2 separate regions of the Sus scrofa genome follow, and region 1 is linked to region 2. The links are chromatin contacts, called in public HiChIP or PLAC-seq maps. All regions are on one chromosome and are shown on one strand. Each heading gives the region's core, a stretch centred on a gene start, on an enhancer-like site or on the middle of the called end of the contact. The rest is flanking DNA. Distances are from core to core; before and after follow the strand shown.

Region 1 (4,172 bases), core at 1,408-3,907, 790 kb after region 2:
GCAGCTGTAGCTCTGATTAGACCCCTAGCCTGGGAACCTCCATACGCCTCAGTTGAAGCCCTGCAAAGACAAAAAGACCAAAAAAAAAAAGGCAATTCAGAATCTTGGCTCTCACGCCAGATGGACTAATGAGAATTGTATTTAGCAAGGTCTCCAGGGGATTGGCTTTCACTTTAAACTTTGAGGAGTGCTACTTTTTTTTGTTTTTGTTTTTTTGTTTTTAGGGCTGCACTCGCAGCATATGGAAGTTCCTAGGCTAGGGGTCAAATCAAAGCTACAGCTGCTGGTCTACACCACTGCCATAGCAACACAGGATCTGAGCAGGCCTCCAAGGCCAGGGATCAAACCTGCATCCTCATGGATACTAGTCAGATTCCTTTCTGCTACACCGCAACGGCAACCCCCAGGAGTGCTACTTTAATGGTGATAATTCAAAGCCTCAATTTCAATGGGAGGCTTTGAACCATAAGGGAAGGTAGTGGTAAAGAAAAAGGCATGGATGGTTCTGGGAATCTGGCAAACCTGGGTGGATTTTTTTCCCTTTTTTCTCTTTAGGGCTGTACATGTGTTGGAGTTCACGCTGTGGCAGAGCAGAAACGAATCTGACTAGGAACCATGAGGTTGGGGGTTCGATCACTGGCCTTGCTCCGTGGGTGAAGGATCTGGCATTGCCATGAGCTGTGGTGTAGGTTGCTGGATGCAATTTGGACCCTGTGTTGCTGTTGCTGTGGTGTAGGCCTGCAGCTAGAGCTCCGATTCAACCCCTAGCCTGGTAACCTCCATATGCTGCAGGTGCGGCCCTAAAAAGCAAAAAAAAAAAAAAAGAAAAAAAAGAAAAAAAAAGAAAGAAAGAAGGAAAAATTTCTTCTATGTAGTTCCTTATAATAAACAGTCGAATATATATTTCCTCATATTGATACTGGAAAGATGATATCAGAATCCGGGATCTTGTTCATAGCAGTGGAAGAGTGAACTCCTGAACACACAGGCAGCAAGCAAGCAAGGTCTTTATTAAAGAAAAGCAAATAGGAGTTCCCGTCGTGGCTCAGTGGTTAACAAATCCAACTAGGAACTACGAGGTTGTGGGTTTGATCCCTGGCCTTGCTCAGTGGGTTAAGGATCCGGCATTGCCGTGAGCTGTGGTATAGGTTGCATACGCAGCTAGGATCCCGAGTTGCTGTGGCTCTGGTGTAGGCTGGCGGCTACAGCTCCGATTCAACCCCTAGCCTGGGAACCTCCATGAGCCGGGGGAGAGGCCCAAGAAATGGCAAAAAGACAAAACAAAAAAGAGAAAACAGAAAAGCAAATAGCCTCCAGGACAGCTGGGAGAGGGGAGAAAAGCCCTCTTTCTCTATTGTCCTATAGGGATTTTATCTGTTAAAGGTGGGGAGGGGCACCAAAGTGGGCTCCAGAAAGATGTGGTTTTCTCCCATTGGCCTTGTTCGAATTACCTATATCAGTCTTTGTCCGATAGGGCTTTTGAGGTTGGAAAAGTCCAGAAAGTTCCATGGGCTTTTTTTTTGTCCTTTTCCTTCACCATTCGTCATTCCTTTTTTATCAGTTGAAGAGTGGGCTGAGACTCACATTTTCTATAGCAAAATCTGTGGGGAATGCGCATTTCTTATAATAAAACAAGGTGTGTGGAGATGTTAACTCCCTGGAGCCCTTAAGCCACAAATGTTAATCAGTGGCCATATCAAAGAATGCATCGAAGCCCATGCTCCTACACCGACTACCTGAGTTAATATTCTGCCTCAATATGGGGCCAAAAAGAAGTTTAGGAATGTCTCCTCTTTGTAATGACTTTAGTCATTGTGTAAATCAAGCAATAGACTTATAACAAAAGGAAAATTGAGTGGATATTCATAGATCTTTTCCCAGGGAGAAGAGAGTTAGGATGCCTGAGTATTTGTTCTGCCACTGACTTTGAGTAAATTAGTTCACATCTGAGCTTACATTATGTAAGACTATACTAAATAGCTGTAAAAACCGGATTCTTTAAGTGGCCCTAGGGGTAGCAAGTCTAAGCACAGCTAGAGGTGAAGGAAAATAGAAGTGGAAAGAAGAAATGGGGAGTGAGATACAGAAAGCTGGGAACAGGGGAGAAAAAGTTTATATGTGAGACTTGATGGTTCAGTATCAAGAAATTGCTGTCCCTGGGGTAGAGACGGCCTGGTGGGAATAGAGATGGAAAACAGTTTTATTTCTCTTTGCTTTACCCTTGTTAACTCAGTCAACACTTTGCTGTCAGAGTACATGCCTTATGTAGCCGAGGGCATGGCGGCTTGACCTATTCTTAATCACTGTATTCTTATTCATTCAGTGAGCTTGATTTAAACACCTGATGGCTTACTACCCTTTGGTTACTTTAATAAATCTCCAAGAAAAAAGACCAAGATGACTTCTGCATTATATTGTTCCGTGGTTAGACTTCAAAAGAGAAGAACAAGCAGCCCTGGGGAATATATGGGAGAGGGCAAAGCACAAGACATGCTATCAGAAAGGATGGCATCCCACCTCGGCGGGTGAACTGCCTCCCAGGAAGCGGCGCGGATCTGGCGGGCACGGTGAAAGGACTGCATTTCCCAGGCTCCGTCGCCCTCGAGGCCCCGCCCCCTTCGCCCAGGCTGCTGGACTCGGCTCCCTCCCGACTTCCCAGCGGCCCCGTGCGGCCCGGGCATGCCCAGTGCGGGCACAGCGGCCCCGGCCCTGGGAGCGCCCGGGCGGGAGCTGGCGGCTGGGCGCCGAGAGGCGCGGAGAAGCGGAGTGGGCCTGCGGAGGGCGAGGAACAGAGCCAGAGCCGTGGCGGCGAAGCTGCGGGGTAAGTGCAGCTCGGCGGAGCCAGGCCCTGGCGCCGCTCATTCTATGCGTAGTAGGGGTGGCAGGGGGTAGTGAGGGCGTGTGAGGGCAGCAGGGCCCGGGTATGGGGCCGAGAGGTGCGGACAGGGACTTCGGGAGAAGACCCTTGGAGGGAACCTTGCTGCGGCGTCTGGGTAGGGCCGGGGCGCGGGACACAGCCCGCAGCCATAGGCAAGCCTCTTCCCAGGTGCGGCGCGGCTATCTTTAGCTCCCGTATGATGGGAGATGAGCGTGCCCCGCGCCTCGTGCACGACTGTGGCTGCGGAGGGAGCCCAGCTTCCAGTTGGAATTGCCAAGTAGCTGCGGGGGAAGACCGGTCTGAAGGGACCATGGGGACCCCTGGGCTCTTAGCAGTCCCGGGAGCCTGGTGGGAAGTGAAGATGCTTACCTTTAGTGCACCTGCAGTAGGGATCTGACAGCCTCTTGCTTTCCGCGCTTGGGTTTAGCGACTTAGAAATGAAAGTACAGGGCTGTTCCTCAGTAGATGCTTAATAAGTTCTCATGACTGTTGTAGGAATTTAGCGGCCAGCCTCATGTACAGGCTTAAGAGACATTTTTGTCCAAGGGATGCTCGAGTTAAACAAAAATCCTCATTGCAGAGCTTGAGTAAAATGACCGGATTGAGGGGTTAGAACGCCGAGGGTTTGACGTTCGCTGTAGCCTTTGACGTGTTGTCATCTTGGGCAAGCCATTTAACTTCAGAGGCTCGGTTCCTCCCTCTGTAAAACGATGTGGACCAAGCGCATCTGGTTTCCTTCCACCGTAGTTGGATGGTTCCCTCCTTGTCTGGTCTCAAATTGTGGCAGGTTGCTTTTCTCCATGCCTCAGCTTTTTGTCAAACCGGATCATTGACCAAATATTTCTGTAGGAAGGCTGCTAGAATCTTCACATAAAATCGAAGTGACTTGTCCTTCAAAGGCCACAGTTGTCAGTAGGTAACCTTCCACTTGGTACTTTGCAGAAGCCAGGTGTTAATGGCCATGGTTCAGATAACACAGCTATTCTCCTTGGATTAGGACCATCGTTTCTCAAACTGTCAGTGCCCTGTGAGAAATCCAGACTAAGTAACTGGCTTCCTTAAACTCCCAAACTAGCTCATTCTGTAGTGGGATTATGTTTCTATAGAAGTTAAGTTTTTATTTTCACGTTATTGAGCTTTATACTCAAAACCCATGAAGAATTTTTAATACCTTTAATTTACAGATGAGGAAGCAGCTGGAAAAGAATGAATCCCTGATAATCTTTAGAATCCCTGATAATCTTTAGAAACTAGTGTCATAATTGAGCCTTAGCTATTCACCTGGCAGTGAGTT
Region 2 (4,606 bases), core at 402-2,901:
TTGAAGGAAAGAAGTCAGGATATGCAACCAAATAAAAAAGAAAGAAAATTTAAATCTTTAACGAATGAAAAATCAAGTTATTGTTAATGAAGGTGATGTAACAATATGACCCAAAGGCAATGATAAAATAGTAATATTAAAGTTAACAGCCTTTAACAGAAAAACTATAAAATAACAATCCTGCTCTCTTCTTTTCCTTTTCCCCACCTAATATACTGGACTCAAAACTCACCAAGTGGGGACAAAAGTCAGGAAATGATACACAGAGTGCTGCTAGTTTACACTTTTGATAAACCCTGAAGAACCATTTATGGGCTGCAGTTTGTCTGCATCTGGGCACTGTGTGGGTTCTTAGGCAGAGCTGCAGTCATTTTTCTTGACTCTGTTCTCCCACCTCAACTTTTTTTTTTTTTTTTTTTTTTTTTTTTGGTCTTTTTGCCATTTCTTGGGCCGCTCCCGTGGCATATGTAGATTCCAGGTTAGGGGTCCAATCGGAGCTGTAGCCACCGGCCTACGCCAGAGCCACAGCAACGCTGGATCCGAGCCACGTCTGCAACCTACACCACAGCTCACGGCAACGCTGGATCCTTAACCCACTGAGCAAGGGCAGGGATCAAACCCGCAACCTCACGGTTCCTAGTCGGATTCGTTAACCACTGAGCCACGACGGGAACTCCTCAACTTTCCTTTCTTAACAGGGACCTTTGGGGTCCACTATTTGAGTGGTCGGATAAAGAAGGGGGAAAAAAAAAAAAAATCCAGCATTATCCCTTTACTTGCATTTCTGGACAAGGTCCCTCTTCTGGTTTCTCCATGGCTGTGACCCAGCGTCCAGCCCGGGGTATTCAAACGAAACAATATATGACCTGAACAATAGTCAAAGTGAGTCACCCTCCTCCTCAATGCCACGCATATTATCCCACCACCAATATCTGCGAGCTGCAGCAGGAATCAAAGCTGAGTCTTAAATATTCTGAGCTAGTGAGGGGGTTGTATTTCTTAGCCCTAATCACCACTTAAAACTAGTAAAATTTAATTCCCCCAAGGAACCCAGCCTGAAGGAAACCCTCCCCAAGGGTGCCACTGAGGGGGCAGCACTGAAATGTTTGGGATGACTGAGTCATCAGTTTCCAAATATTATCTAACTAGCTTCGCCCCCTCCCCTTCGAGTTCCCCTGCAATTATTCAGAGACACTAAGGGCCTCGGTCTGAGCACATTTGGGCTTTCCCTCGCTTAGATAAACCCAACTCTCCCACTCCCTGCATCATAAAGGCAGTGGAAGGGAGTGGAGAAAGAGGACGGGCCGGGGCAGCCTAGGCCTTGCAAGGAGAACCAGGCTTCGGCCCGGGGTTCCGTCCCAGACCTACAGAAGGGGACTCGGGGGCCGTCCTACGGAGTAACTCAGAGTCCGCATAGGCGGACGGGCGGACAGGGGTCGGCCCGAGCCGAGCCCGGCCGCCTCACCTGCACTTGCGTCGGCCGGCAAGAGTAACGACAGCACCAACCCAAACACAAACCCCAGAGCGACCATGTTTGCGAGGAGGGCGCACCCCTGCGCCGCCGGGGCGGTGCGGACGCCAGCAGAGGTGGAGCCTTGTGGGCGGGGCCTGCGCAGGGCCGATAAGGTCAGACTCCGCCCTTCTCAGGTCATTAATTCCGCGAAGCCGTCCGCGGCCGCCGGGCTGGCCCTTGCTCTCCTCGGCCGCCGTAGTTGAATGGTTTGAGGGGGAACGGTTTCCCGGCAACGAGAAAAAACAACCGGAACTTTCAGCTCCAGCTCAGAGCGATTGAAGAGGTGAGGCGGTTTACCCCATTTCCTCTCCGAAATCGAGACGTCGCTTTCCCCTTCGCCTCTCTTATTCTCTCAGGGTCCCCGCCGCATTCTGGGAAACTTAGGGAAAACTGGCCCCCAAGCAGCCCATTCTGCTAGTGTGAAATCCCAGATCCTCGACGTCGCGCCTCAGACTAGACCTGTGTTCCCCCTGCGACCCCTCTCCTCGCCCCACCTTGGTTGAGGGTCTCTACCTTTTCACCTTAGAATGATTTAATACCCCATCTCCTGTTCCCTCAAAAAGAGAAAGGGAAAAAATCTTTACAGATTGGGCCTCACTAAACCACGTAGTCCCAACCTAGACCCCGACCCTACCTTACTCGGCAGCGTTGACACAAACAAGCCAGGTCTCTGAGTGTTATTTGAACACTGAGTAGCCCAACATGCTGCCTAGCAGCTATTCTTACCTAGCTCTGGTATTCCAAGATAGGAAAAGAAACCTGTTCAAGATGAATCCAGAAAATATAAGACTCCCCAAACATTGAAGACTGGAATTGCAAAATCATGACCTTGCCCCCAGCACCCCCGCCCCGTTGCCCCTTCCAGAGTATACAGATGCTTCGACGAGGCATTGCAGGTCATGCAGCAGAAGTGAAAGCTAAGGGAAAGACTGTGTGAAACTTATTCGACAAGTTAGTTTTAACAAGGACTAGTTTTTTTGTTTTTTAATTTTAGACCCTTAACAGGGCCTTTTCGGCAATTTAAGATGAATTTATAATAATCACTCTAAATCCCCGTGGGATAGCAGAAATTACTCTGTCTTCAAAAGACAGAGTGAGAAAAAATACTTATTATAGTGAAAAATCTGTGATTTTTGTAATTTTAAAAAATGATTTACCTATTAAATTAGACTGTTAACAGTCTAATAAGGGAAAATTTCAAAAATCTTTGGAAGCAATGGATAGACTTGGGTTGGGTTGGGGGTAAAAAGGATTGAAGTCCAGAAGTTTGGGGTCTCAGAAATAATTTGTCATAGTTGTGGTTATATAAGTAAAATAAGACAAATTTAAAAACAGTATCTTTAACGAATCTCTAGGTACAATAGACAGTTCCTTCCAAGGAGATGTCGATTCCATTCTCCAACACCCACTACCGAATTCCACAAGGATTTGGGAATCTACTTGAAGGGCTCACACGCGAGATTCTGAGGGAGCAACCCGACAATATACCAGCTTTTGCAGCAGCATATTTTGAGAATCTTCTAGAGAAAAGAGAGAGTAAGCTTTTTTTAAAATAGGCATTGGAAAAAAAGAGACTAAGCCTTTGATTATGGTAAAACTTGCTTAAGACCATTCCTATTACACAGAAAGCCTTTATGAGGCAGATAGCTTTAACAGTTATTGCTTTTTAAAACAGCATGTGCCTTTTTGGCAGATTCTCTTATGTCACATTCCACCTTATGGAAGGTTACCAGTTTATCACAGACTTTCTTCACTGTATTTCTCATGAACACATGCAGTGGAAGGGGAGGTCGGGAGAACATTCAGCCCAGCTCTCCATTTTCCAGCATGCTGTCCACCTACATCCTGGGCAGTTGACTGTCTGTTCTTCGTAAGAGGAGTTTGTGGTTTTCTTTACATTTTGACTCTTCTTACTCAAAAAGTATTATTAAGTATTGCAAAAAATAATAATTCTGTGCTCCTTAGATTAAATAAGTTGGTATTCACGGGAGTATATGAAACTGCTCCTCAAAAAAGGCGCACAGAAAAACTGCTTTTGAAAAGAAAACTTTTCAAAAAACTTCAGCTTGGGAAGGTGATTTATATTCTTTTTCTGTATTTCCAAGGTCCCATCCTGTCCAGAGACAGTGACTCTATGATTGAAAGCCAAAGCATAGTTTCTTTGCTTCCATAAATAAAATTTCCACATTCCCAGCCTTGAAGGTCTTTGACTATCAAGACCTGACTCACTGGTCAAAATGGAAATTATTACAGCTGTAGGTTTCTATTAAAAGCCCTAACTAGGGGAGTTCCCGTCGTGGGGCAGTGGTTAACGAATCCGACTAGGAACCATGAGGTTGCGGGTTCCATCCCTGCCCTTGCTCAGTGGGTTAACGATCCAGCGTTGCCGTGAGCTGTGGTGTAGGTTGCAGACGCGGCTTGGATCCTGAGTTGCTGTGGCTCTGGCGTAGGCCGGTGGCTACAGCTCAGATTCAACCCCTAGCCTGGGAACCTCCATATGCTGCGGGAGCGGCCCAAGAAATAACAACAACAACAAAAAAAAGACAAAAAGACCAAAAAAAAAAAAAAAAAAAAAAAAAAAAAAAGCCCTAACTAGGAGTTCCTGTCCTCCTGGCACAGCAGAAACGAATCCAACTAGGGACCATGAGGTTTTGGGTTCCATCCCTGGCCTCGCTCAGTGAGTTAAGGATCCGGCATTCCCCTGAGCTGTGGTGTAGGTTGCAGACTCGGCTTGAACCTGGCATTGCTGTGGCGTAGGCCAGCAGCAACAGCTCCAAATGGACCCCAAGCCTGGGAACCTCCATATGCCACGGGGTGCAGCCCTTAAAAAAAAAGACAAAAAATAAAAATAAATAAAAGCCCTGAGTAGAACAACCATTTTGTTTAAACTGTAATCATCATTACTTTTGATTACATTATTTCAAGAGTAGTAAAGGTAACTAGAAATAATCACAAGCAAATAAACATTCTATTTTAAATCATTTCACTGAGGAGGAAACCTACCACAAGGCTTGAATTGAAACAATACCCATACACATAACATAGACTCCACCCCCTTCTCTTTGCTCTACCCTAACAGAGAAATTTGCTCTG

Evidence for each region. HiChIP or PLAC-seq counts read pairs in DNA pulled down with a chosen protein or histone mark.
Region 1: a contact with region 2 is called in an H3K27ac HiChIP or PLAC-seq map of skeletal muscle, with 6 times the contacts expected there. The contact joins the promoter of EI24 here to the promoter of SPA17 in region 2. A contact is called at or near these places in 1 of 5 promoter capture datasets (fetal skeletal muscle) and 1 of 2 datasets of contacts at active chromatin or transcription factors (skeletal muscle).

What each region holds. Positions count from the first base shown.
Region 1 is chr9:52,701,903-52,706,074 of Sscrofa11.1, forward strand. It overlaps EI24 (etoposide-induced protein 2.4 homolog), which reads left to right and starts at 2,658. Exons shown (of 12, transcript XR_002335716.1): 1 at 2,658-2,821.
Region 2 is chr9:51,917,265-51,921,870 of Sscrofa11.1, forward strand. It overlaps SPA17 (sperm surface protein Sp17), which reads left to right and starts at 1,652. Exons shown (of 5, transcript XM_003130022.3): 1 at 1,652-1,796; 2 at 2,869-3,049. The coding sequence starts at 2,896. SIAE (sialate O-acetylesterase) reads right to left here and starts at 1,710. Exons shown (of 10, transcript XM_013979526.2): 1 at 1,466-1,710. The coding sequence starts at 1,532.